2 separate regions of the Sus scrofa genome follow, and region 1 is linked to region 2. Evidence: chromatin contacts called from public Hi-C data. All regions are on one chromosome and are shown on one strand. Each heading gives the region's core, a stretch centred on a gene start, on an enhancer-like site or on the middle of the called end of the contact. The rest is flanking DNA. Distances are from core to core; before and after follow the strand shown.

Region 1 (5,154 bases), core at 427-2,926, 560 kb after region 2:
GGCCCCTCCCAGATCCTCCTGGTTAGTCTTCAGGGCAGCACCACCTTCCTCATTGAGGCTTCTTGTTGTGAGACAGTTTAGGAAAGTGGCTATTATCGTATCCAGCCAACGTGGACAATTTCAGTCAATGTTCCCCTAACAAAAGTGTGATTTGGACAAAAAGGATTCTGTGCAGCACTGAGGCAAAAGCACACAGGCTGGTTGGTTGGTTCAGATACTTTTGGAAGCTCGCTTCTGCTAGGAAATTGGAGTTCAACCCTGCTGAGAAACTTCTGGATGCTACGTAGAATCTGCTGGAATCATGTAAGGGAGCGTTCTGCAGTGTAAATTGTTAAGTTTGTTTCCCATCCTATATCCACGGAAGAGAGAATGATCAAGCTGCAGATAAGGTGTGTGGAGAAGTCCATTAATCCATCCTCCTTCCTGGACAGGTTTTAGGCTCTTGCGAACACTCTTACACAAGCTTCCTGGTACACAGGAAAAGCTTCTCTTTGGAAAAACCTCTGTGAGGCAGGGACAAACTTTTCAAAGTGGCTTTACTAATCCTAAATCATCTTGTTCGTTTATTTTGGAACAGAGGGTATTGCAACTGGTCTAACTTTAATATCCAGAAACTGGGTACAACTTATTAAATTAAGCGGGCAAGGGAGTTCCCATTATCGTTCAGCAGAAACCAATCTGACTGGTATCCATGAGAATGTTCAATCGATCCCTGGGTTTAGGCTCCAGCGTTGCTGTGAGCTGCGGTGTAGACTGCAGACACAGCTGGTTCTGGCATTGCTGCAGCTGTAGTGTAGGCCAGAAGCTACAGCTCTGGTTTGACTCCTAGCCTGGGAACCTCCGTATGTCACGGGTGTGGCCCTAAAAAAAAAAAATAAAGCGGGCAAAATACAGGGATTAAAAGAATTTCTCTCACTCCACACCCTGTTTACCCAATATGCTTGTATTTTGCAAGTTAAAAACTTGTTTGACGTGTCTCCCTGACGTACTAGCTGCATTCTACTCTACTTGGCATCACGGAGGTATTGAAGTCACATGCAGACAAAATGATCCTCAGTCGTCCACTCAACGCTGGATCTCAGTATTTCTTTTCTTTTTAGGGCCGCACCGGTGGCATATGGAGGTTCCCACGCTAGGGGTCTAATACGAGCTGTATCGGCCGGCCTATGCCACAGCCACGCCAGATTCGAGCTGTGTCTGCAACCTCTCGGCAACGCCAGATCCTTAATCCATTGAGCGAGGCCAGGGATCGAACCCGCAACCTTGTGGTTCCTAGTCTGATTCGTTTCCGGGGCGCCACGACGGGAACTCCTGGATCTCGGCATTTGCAACCAAAGTTCGTGGCCACGGAAGATCCTCAGTGAACTTTTGTACTTAAGCCTTTATATATTTGGGAGGGAAGGTTAAAAAGGCTGGAACACGAGTCCTGGGATTCGTGGTCTGCGGCAGGCGCGTTGCTTCCTGGGAGCCGGCGACGAGAGTGAGTTTTGCGCAAACGCAGATGAGATGTCGTCTCTAGGGAAACGGCTGCCTTAGGGCGTTCCGAAGGTGACAGCCTGTACTGGCAGCAGGCAGTGGTTGGGTTGGAGGCGAGAGCTGCGGAGAGAGGTGAAATCTAGGGCTCCAGAGCCTCTGCTTCCTGTACCTTCCCTCCGCAGCCCGGGGCGCAAAGTCCTCTGGGACTTGGAGTCCAGCGGAGCAGCCGCGCGTTGCCGTCCAGCTACTGCATGGACCACGCGCTCGGGACGGAAGCGCGGGCTGATCCCACCGGAAGTTCCGGTTTGAGGCAGTGATTACCATGTGTCTGGGGGTTTCCTCGCGCCGCGTGGACCCAAAAAGGTAACTGGATTTGCCTTTGCACGTGCCCCGTTTATTACAAGTGGAGCTGGCTTACTCTTTGAGTAGTGAATCTGTTTTTCTTTTTAAACTATTTCCTTATATTTGAAAAATGAATCCATGGAAATGTTTTAATGTATACGCGTGTCCTGTCTCTTACGATGTAAACCCAACCTAGCTCCAGGTAACTCTCGAACGTGATCCTGTTTACATTCAGCGTAGCTCTGGCCACCGTAAAGGCTTTATTTATTAATTTATAATCTCGTGGTTCTCTCACTTCATTGCCGGCTGGTTCCAGTGTCGTTTTGTCTCAGTCCTCCCCTGGTTGCTTTGTTGTAGAGTCACCCCAAATCTCTGATCTCTTGACTGTTTTGTTGTCTTCTAAACGTTTATTTTGTGCTCTTCAGAATCTTGGCACGATTTCTCCTTTACATTCTCCTCTAGTGTGTTCTATATCTGAAAGAAAAAAAAAAGTTTACATGTCAACATTAAAAGATGCAAGATTGCTCTGTGAGGATGTGCCTTCGATCTCTGGCCTTGCTCAGTGGGTTAAGGATCCGGCATTGCTGTGAGTTGTGGTGCAGGTCACAGACGCTGCTCAGATCTGGCATGGCTGTGGCTGTGGCCAGAGGCTACAGCTCCAATTCGACCCCTCGCGTGGGAACCTCCATATGCCTCCAGTGCGGCCCTAAAAAGACCAAAAAAAAAAAGAAAGAAAGAAAGATTGCAGACACAAGTAGTGTCCCTCTGAATTTTTTGTTTTTGTTTTTGTTTTTGTTTTTAGGGCTGCACCTGTGGCATATGGAAGTTCCCAGGCTAGCGGTGGAATCAGAGCTGCAGCTGCTGGCCTACACCATGATCACAGCAACTCGGGATCCAAGCCGTGCCTGTGACCTGCACCGCACTCCACAGCAATGCCAGATCTTTAACCCACTGAGCAAGGCCAGGGATCAAACCTGCATCCTCAGAGATACTAGTCGGGTTCGATTCCTCTGAGCCATGACAGTAACGCCCTCTGAAAATCTTACATGTCTGTGAATCAGCCGATGTAGTATTTGAGGAACTTGTCTTGGAGCTTCATATTTCCCTTCACATCTTTTACGATAAAAAGAGTTCCAATTTGCCAAAGTTTAAGGAAGCTCTGTATTAAGAATTAGGGTTCGAAACTCTCAGAATCACTTTTATTTCCTATAATGTGGAAAACCTTATTTCTGTCAAGTTTTGACTGTGATGAAGTAACAGGGCCTTACTCACACCTCTGCCATCAACGACAATAAATCTGGACAGAATGTATGAGGTCACTGTTTTCAGGCATTGGATAACGTGCCACATGTTGTGAAGTGTGTCCAAAGGACAGCACAGCAGATACGGTCACATCCTCCTGTCAGGGCACTTTCCACAGCAGCTCAAGGACGCAGAGCCCAGAGAGCAGAGGGTGGCAATAACAGAGCTCAGAAACAGGGTTTCTGAGTCCACTTTTGTTCATGAGGTGGCCTCCTAGTAAGTGCAAAATGCTCAGAGAAGGAGCCTCAGCTTTCTCCATGGAGTCCTGAGTGTTTGGCACAAAACTGAACTTGTGTGTAGAGTATGATTCCACAAGGCTGGGCAGAGAACAGCTGAGGGGCCTGGGAGCTGCTCGGAGTTTGCACAGCCACACCATGTGGTGACATTGCAATCCTGCCAGAGGGGGGACCTCCTTCAGCTTCCTGGATGGGCAGTGGAGACCCTAAGGGGCCCCACCTTAGGAGTGACTCTGCCCAAACAGACCTTCTTTTCCAGGGAACACCCCAATTCTGAGGATACCCCAACTCTGAGAAGACTTGCAGGGCACTGAGTCACTGTGGGCCTCCCAGTCCATGTCCAGGAAAGGGTCTTGCCCAGTAGGACTGGGCCCAGCCGCAGCTGGGTCAAGGATCCTCCCTGCATCCCCATGGGTTGGGGTCTGTTCTGGGCTCTCCCTGTTCCCACTTTCCCAAGGGAACATGGTGAACATTTTTTTTCTGCATAGAAGGCTGTGCTTCCTAGATCTGAGTGTGATCTGAGGTCACATCACTGCGGAGACAATGGAGGGAGGAGTACATGGTGGGGGGGCAGGTCTTGAGGTGGGTACCTCCATGGGGAGGAGCGGATCCAGACCCGAGGTGCAAGCAGCCAAGGGAGGTGGAGAGCAGAGGAGAGGCCTAGAGGGTGTTGGCACCCACTGTGGAGTCTTAGAAGAACCCCTAAAGCCCAGCACCATCCCCCGAGGCTCTATTCCTGACTTTTCTCCAGGTTATTGGTGGGGGGGCGGGGACTGCAGCCCGGGAGGGAGGATGTACGCCTTCTAAAGCTGGAGCCACAGAAATTCCCGAGTACATGGCTCTACACAGAGAGAGTGTGCGGATTCTCAGAAGGTTCAGCTCTGTGTCCCTTATGGCTGAGCAAATAGTCTCAAGATTTTCTGGATTCCTGTACTCTTATCTGAAGGCTATTGCTGGCGAGGCAGGCAAATGGGGATTGAGAGGAAAGGGATCCTGTAGTTCAGGGATTTGCCTGTTTTGACCCAGCCTTCCTTCCTGGTGACTGGAGGAACTGACGTTTGTTATTTGCCAAATTTTATTGCCACAAAGGCAGGGCGTCTCCCAAGGTGTGAAGAGAAAAATGGTGGCAGGAATATAGTATTTTCAAATCTTCTGGGTTTCCAAGAGGTATGGGAGATCCAGAATTTTCTTTGCAACTGATTCTCTTTTTTCCCATTTTTATGTTTTTTAAATTTTTAGAAAGTTTTATTAAAATAGTTTTCAGGGAGTTCCTGTTGTGGCGCAGTGGTTAACGAATCCGACTAGGAACCATGAGGTTGCGGGTTCGGTCCCTGCCCTTGCTCAGTGGGTTAACGATCCGGCGTTGCCGTGAGCTGTGGTGTAGGTCGCAGACGTGGCTCGGATCCCGCGTTGCTGTGGCTCTGGTGTAGGCTGGCAGCTACAGCTCCAATTAGACCCCTGGCCTGGGAACCTCCATATGCCGTGGAGCGGTCCAAGAAATGGCAAAAAGACAAAAAAAAAAAAAAAAAAGCTTTCAGTGTTCTGTTAGTTTCTGCTGTACAGCAAAGTGATTCAGTTACACATATACACATGTCCATTTTCTTTTTTTTGTCCTTTTTTTCTTTTTTTTTTTTAAGGGTCGCACCTGTGGCATATGAAGGTTCCCAGGCTAGGGGTCCAATTGGAGCTCCAGCTGACAGCCTACACAACAGTGACAGCAACATGGGATTTGAGCCATATCTTCAACCTACACCACAGCTCGCAGCGATGCTGGAGTCTTAGCCCACTGAGTGAGGCC
Region 2 (5,017 bases), core at 1,998-4,497:
GTCGGATCTGGTGCCGAGCCGTTTATACGATGATTTGCTTTGTGCTCACGCCAACCTCATGATCAAGCACTGCTTATAATCTGTTTTCTTGAAGAAGAACCTGGGGCTTGAAGAAGCCAAGCTGCTGGCCCGTGTCTGTGTTCATCTGTTTGCAAGCCTTGTGTGGTTAGGCTGCGGTCTGGATCCCACGCAGGGTGCAAAATTCAGGAACTGTCCATCTCTGGGGCTCCTTGGGGCCCTTCCCCAACCCCGCCTTCGGGGAGGCCAGCCTTGGTTTCCATGGCATCAGCCTCTCACCCCACACCAGGTAGGAGGGAGTATCAGTGCCATGTGGAGGGTAGAGGGGTGGTCGGAGGCCCTCTGGGCTGTTGTAGCGAAATACCCACAGATCAGGCGGGTGATGAGTGACAGGCGTTTATTTCCTACAGTTCCAGAGGCTGGAAGCCCAAGATCAGGGCGCCGGCAGATTCAGCGTCTGGTGAGGCATCCGCTTCCCGGTTCATGAGTGGCTGTCTTCTCCCAGTGTCCTCACAGGAGGCAGGAGGGAGGGAGCTCTCCGGGGCCTCTTTTCCTTATGTATTTATTTATTTATTTAATTGATTGATTTTTAGGGCCACACCCGCGGCACATGGAGGTTCCCAGGCTAGAGGTCGAATCGGAGCTGCAGCCGCTGGCCTACACCACAGCCACAGCAACTCGGGATCCAAGCCACATCTGCAACCTACATCTCAGCTCATGGCAACGCTGGATCCTTAACCCACTGAGCAAAGCCAGGGATCGAACCCGCAACCTCATGGTTCCTAGTCAGATTCGTTAACCACTGAGCCACGACAGGAACTCCAGCCTTGCTCACTTGTTTCTTGTGTGGTAGACACATCACCTGTGTCCAGCTGTGGAAACAGCATCTTCTCCAGTCCCGTGAAGGCTCGATGCTGAGTGTGCACAGATGGAGATATTATCACTGTCGATGGAAATCATCCATAAGCCGTCTATGACACAAAGAATAACTAAAAAAAAACAGTCTATAACAGGAAGAGAAAAGAGTCTTAAGAGTCTTATTCGAGCCAACTGAGGACAAAGGCCAGAAAGACACAGATTCCAGGAGTGCCGGACTGCAGAAATGGGAAATAAAGGCAAAAACCGCAACATTCCCTAAGCTGTTTGTCAAGAATCATAACTGGAGCTGCCAAGAAGAACGCTGCTTGTGAAGCGTGGATTGGCTGGGGGGATCTGAAAGGGTTGCATGGTTACAAGGGGAGCTCTGAGACCATAAGGCTGCAGCTGGCAGCTGCTTGCAGTTCTTGTTTGGATACTGGCTGGTCTGAGTTAATCATGGGTGAGCCAGAAGCCCTTCCCCAGACCTCAGTATCCGCACACTCCTCCCGCCCGGTACTGGCTTCCTCTCCGTCCTTTACTGTGTCCCCCGAAACTGTGTTTGCGCTGCACCCTGGTTTTTCGTCTTTTTAGTGCCTCACCCATGGCCTATGGAGGTTCCTAGGCTAGGGCTGGAATCAGAGTTGTAGCTGCCAGCCTACGTCACAGCCACAGCAATGCGGCATCTGAGCCGCATCTGCGACCTACACCACAGCTCACAGCAAAGCCAGATCGTTAACCCACTGAGCGAGGCCAGGGATCAGACCCGCATCCTCATGGTTATTTGGCAGGTTCGTTATCGCTAAGCCACAATGGGAACTCCCCCAATTTTGTTTTTAATTATAAATCTGAGACATTATAAATCTGAGACATTATAAATCTGAGACATTATAAATCTGAGATTAAGCAAAGGTTAAAAAGGCGAATGCCCACGGGCAGAGCTGATGAGCAGCCGCTGCGCCGCACAGGGCAGCTGTTATGGTCAGGGCCCCATTCGGAGGGGTTAATGACCCACCGGGGGTTACATATGTTGAATATCTTCCTTGCCTACCAGGATCTGGCCCAAGGATGCACATCACAAGGATGAGGAAGGCAGGCGGGGGTGAGAGTGGGGGGGGTGTCCAGGAAAGTCTACTGTAGACGGGGTTTCTCAACCCGGGCACTGTTGACATTCGGGGATGGATGGTTCTTTCTGCTAAGAACATGTCCTGGTTCCCGCCTCCACCCCCCCAGCTCACACCTCTTGTGACAACCAGAATGTCTCCAGACATCCCCCAATGTCCATGAAGAGGCAGAATCGCCCCGGGTTGAAAACCACTGCTCTAAACCTGTGGACTCCTTGGAGTGGGGGTGGGGGTGAGGACGCTGTAAACAGAACGCTGAGCCGGGGGGCTAGAGATTCTGGTTCAGGAGGTCTAGGAATCTTCCCTTGAGAAGTCTCTGCTGCAGACAGTCAAGATTTCTTTTTCCGTTTTTTTTAATAAATATTTCTTGGGAGTTCCCATTGTGACTCAGCGGTTAACAAACCCGACTTGCATCCATGAGGACATAGGTTCGATCCCTGGCCTCGCTGGGTGCGTTAAGGATCTGGTGTTGCCATGAGCTGTGGTGTAGGTCAGAGACGTGGCTCGGATCCCAAGTTGCTGTGGCTGAGGTGTAGGCTGGAGGCTACAGCTCTGATTGGACCCCTAGCCAGGGAACCTCCATATGCTGCAGGTGCAGCCCCACAAAGTCAAAAAGACAAAAAAAAAAAAAAAAAGATGTATTGCATTGCAATCATCAACGTTAAATCATCAACGTATGGGGGCTGGTGAGGAACCCAGTGGGACGTTTGCATTTTGCCAAGTCTTTAATGTGTGTGCAGTTTGTGTAAGAAAAATAACTGAATTTCTGAGCACGCAAACACCTGCGATTACTTCTTCTGAACTGGCCGCACCTGCGGCATGTGGACGTTCCTTGGCCGGAGCCCCCGGCTGCAGGGACAACGCCCTGTGGTTACGCTGTGGGGCCACGGGGGACTGTGTCCGAGGACCTGAGACCGTGAATTTCTGTGGCAGTTGCTATCTGTGAACACTAGGTGGCGGTAGAGTGCAAGTAATAAAGTGATCTTTTCCGTGTCTCCGGCAGAAAATTTCCCCTCTCCTTTGGGATTGCCCTTCGTTCTTTCTCTTTTTCTCTCTTGCTCTCTTTCTTCCTTCCTTCCTTTCTCTCTTTCTTTTCCTTTATCTTCCTTTCTTCTTTTTTTTATGGGCGCACCCGCGGTAGATGGAGGTTCCCAGGCTAGGGGTCCAATCGGAGCTACAGCTGCTGGCTACACCACAGCCACAGCAACGCGGGATCCGAGCCAGATCTGCGACCTACACCACAGCTCCGGGCAACGTCTGATCATTAATCCACTGAGCGAGGCCACAGATGCAACCCACATCCTCATGGATGTCAGTCGGGTTTTGCCCACGGTTAAACCAAGAAGCCCCACAAGTCAGACACTCTAGCACCACAATCACAGTTTCCACAATATACGACTCTGCCTAACAGTTTTCTTTTAAATACATGCACTCAGAAAAAAAAAAGAGAAAAAAAAAGTACATCAGAATATTTTTTTAAAAAAAGGAAACTAAGGGAGTTCCCATTGTGGCGCAGCAGAAACGAATCTGACGAGGAAGCATGAGGTTGCGGGTTCGATCCCTGGCCTCGCTCAGTGGGTTAAGGATCTGGCGTTGCCATGAGCTGTGGTGCAGGTTGCAGATCTGGCTCGGATCCCGAGTTGCTGTGGCTGTGGTGTAGACCAGCGGCTACAGCTCTGATTCGACCCCCTAGCCTGGGAACCTCCATATGCCAAGGGTGTGGCCCTAGAAAAGGCGAAAAGACAAAAAAACAAGCTAATAGTGAAACCAGCAGAAAAGCATTCTCAGAACTTAGTAAGGTGTGGGCTCTTCTGTCTTGGTGCAGAAAGAATTCAGCAAGAAAGAAAAGAATTTATTGGTATAGGATGTTTGTGAGAAACACGAGTGAGTGGGAAAGGGGGTGCTGTGCGCCAAGAACTTAGTGGGCTACGGTTTTATCATCCGAGGAAGAATGGGGTGGGGAAGAAGAGCGCCTTCATCCTGCTTCTCGAGTAGGCATCCCGCCTCCATCATCAGCTCCTCCTCCGCGTCGGCCAGGGGAGGTTTCCGTCTCTACGTCATCAGGCCGGGACTGTCGTGGGGCAACGGAAAGGTGCAGAAATGAGGAAAAATACACCAAAATATGGTGAATCATCTCAGGTTTCTGTATAAGGGCACCTTTCCCTATTGTTTTGTTTTCAGTGTGTACAGAAAAGCGGGTTCTAGGATTCACGAACTGACTAACCTCACTGGGCAGGATGTGGGCCTCATTCCACCATCGTTGTATTGTTTGGGGGCACGTCTCATGCTTCTCCTTCATGTTTTGTTATTGTTGGGTTTTTTTTTTTTTTTGTCTTTTTTTTTTTTCGTTGTTGTTTGTTGTTTTTGTTGTTGCTATCTCTTGGGCCGCTTCCGCTGCATATGGAGGTTCCCAGGCTAGGGGTTGAATCGGAGCTGTAGCCACCGGACTACGCCAGAGCCACAGCAACGCGGGATCCAAGCCGCGTCTGCAACCTACCACGGCAACGCCGGATTGTTAACCCACTGAGCAAGGGCAGGGATCGAACCCGCAACCTCATGGTTCCTAGTCGGATTCGTTAACCACTGCGTCACGACGGGAACTCCCTTGTTATTGTTGGGTTTTTGTTGTTGTTGGCTTGCTTGCTTTTTAGAGCCGCACCCTCGGCATATGGGCACATGGAAATTCCCAGGCTAGGGGTCCAATCAGAGCTGTAGCTGCCGGCCTACACCACAGCCACAGCAACACCAAATCCAAGCCACGCCTGCGACCTACACCATAGTTCACGGCAACACCAGGTCCTTAACCCACTGAGCGAGGCCAGGGATCGAACCTGCATCCTCATGGATACTAGTCGGAGTCATTTCCACTGTGCCACAATGGGAACACCAGTTCCATGGTTTTGCTGCTAAGCAAGCCAAATTTTGTTGTCAAGAAACTCTTCTTTCTTCCTTTCTTTGTTTCTTGGCTCTGTCCTCTGGCCTGTGGAACTTCCTGGGCCACGGATCAAACCTGAGCCATA

The links. Hi-C and Micro-C count contacts between places; a contact is called where the count stands out from the background.
Region 1: a Hi-C map of retroperitoneal adipose tissue shows a contact between it and region 2, with 3 times the contacts expected there. The contact joins two enhancer-like sites. A contact is called at or near these places in 1 of 5 promoter capture datasets (liver) and 22 of 47 Hi-C or Micro-C datasets (adipose tissue, alveolar macrophages, blood and 13 more).

The regions. Positions count from the first base shown.
Region 1 is chr6:62,064,220-62,069,373 of Sscrofa11.1, forward strand. No RefSeq gene overlaps it. Among named protein-coding and RNA genes, the nearest start is that of ZNF134, 16 kb to the right of the region's middle. Within about 2 kb of position 1,677, at least 17 of the 83 cell types and tissues checked have an H3K27ac peak or open chromatin away from gene starts, as enhancers often do. A contact at or near this core is called in adipose tissue and retroperitoneal adipose tissue, where this site is marked.
Region 2 is chr6:61,501,679-61,506,695 of Sscrofa11.1, forward strand. No RefSeq gene overlaps it. Among named protein-coding and RNA genes, the nearest start is that of DUXA, 44 kb to the right of the region's middle. Within about 2 kb of position 3,248, at least 6 of the 83 cell types and tissues checked have an H3K27ac peak or open chromatin away from gene starts, as enhancers often do. A contact at or near this core is called in adipose tissue and retroperitoneal adipose tissue, where this site is marked.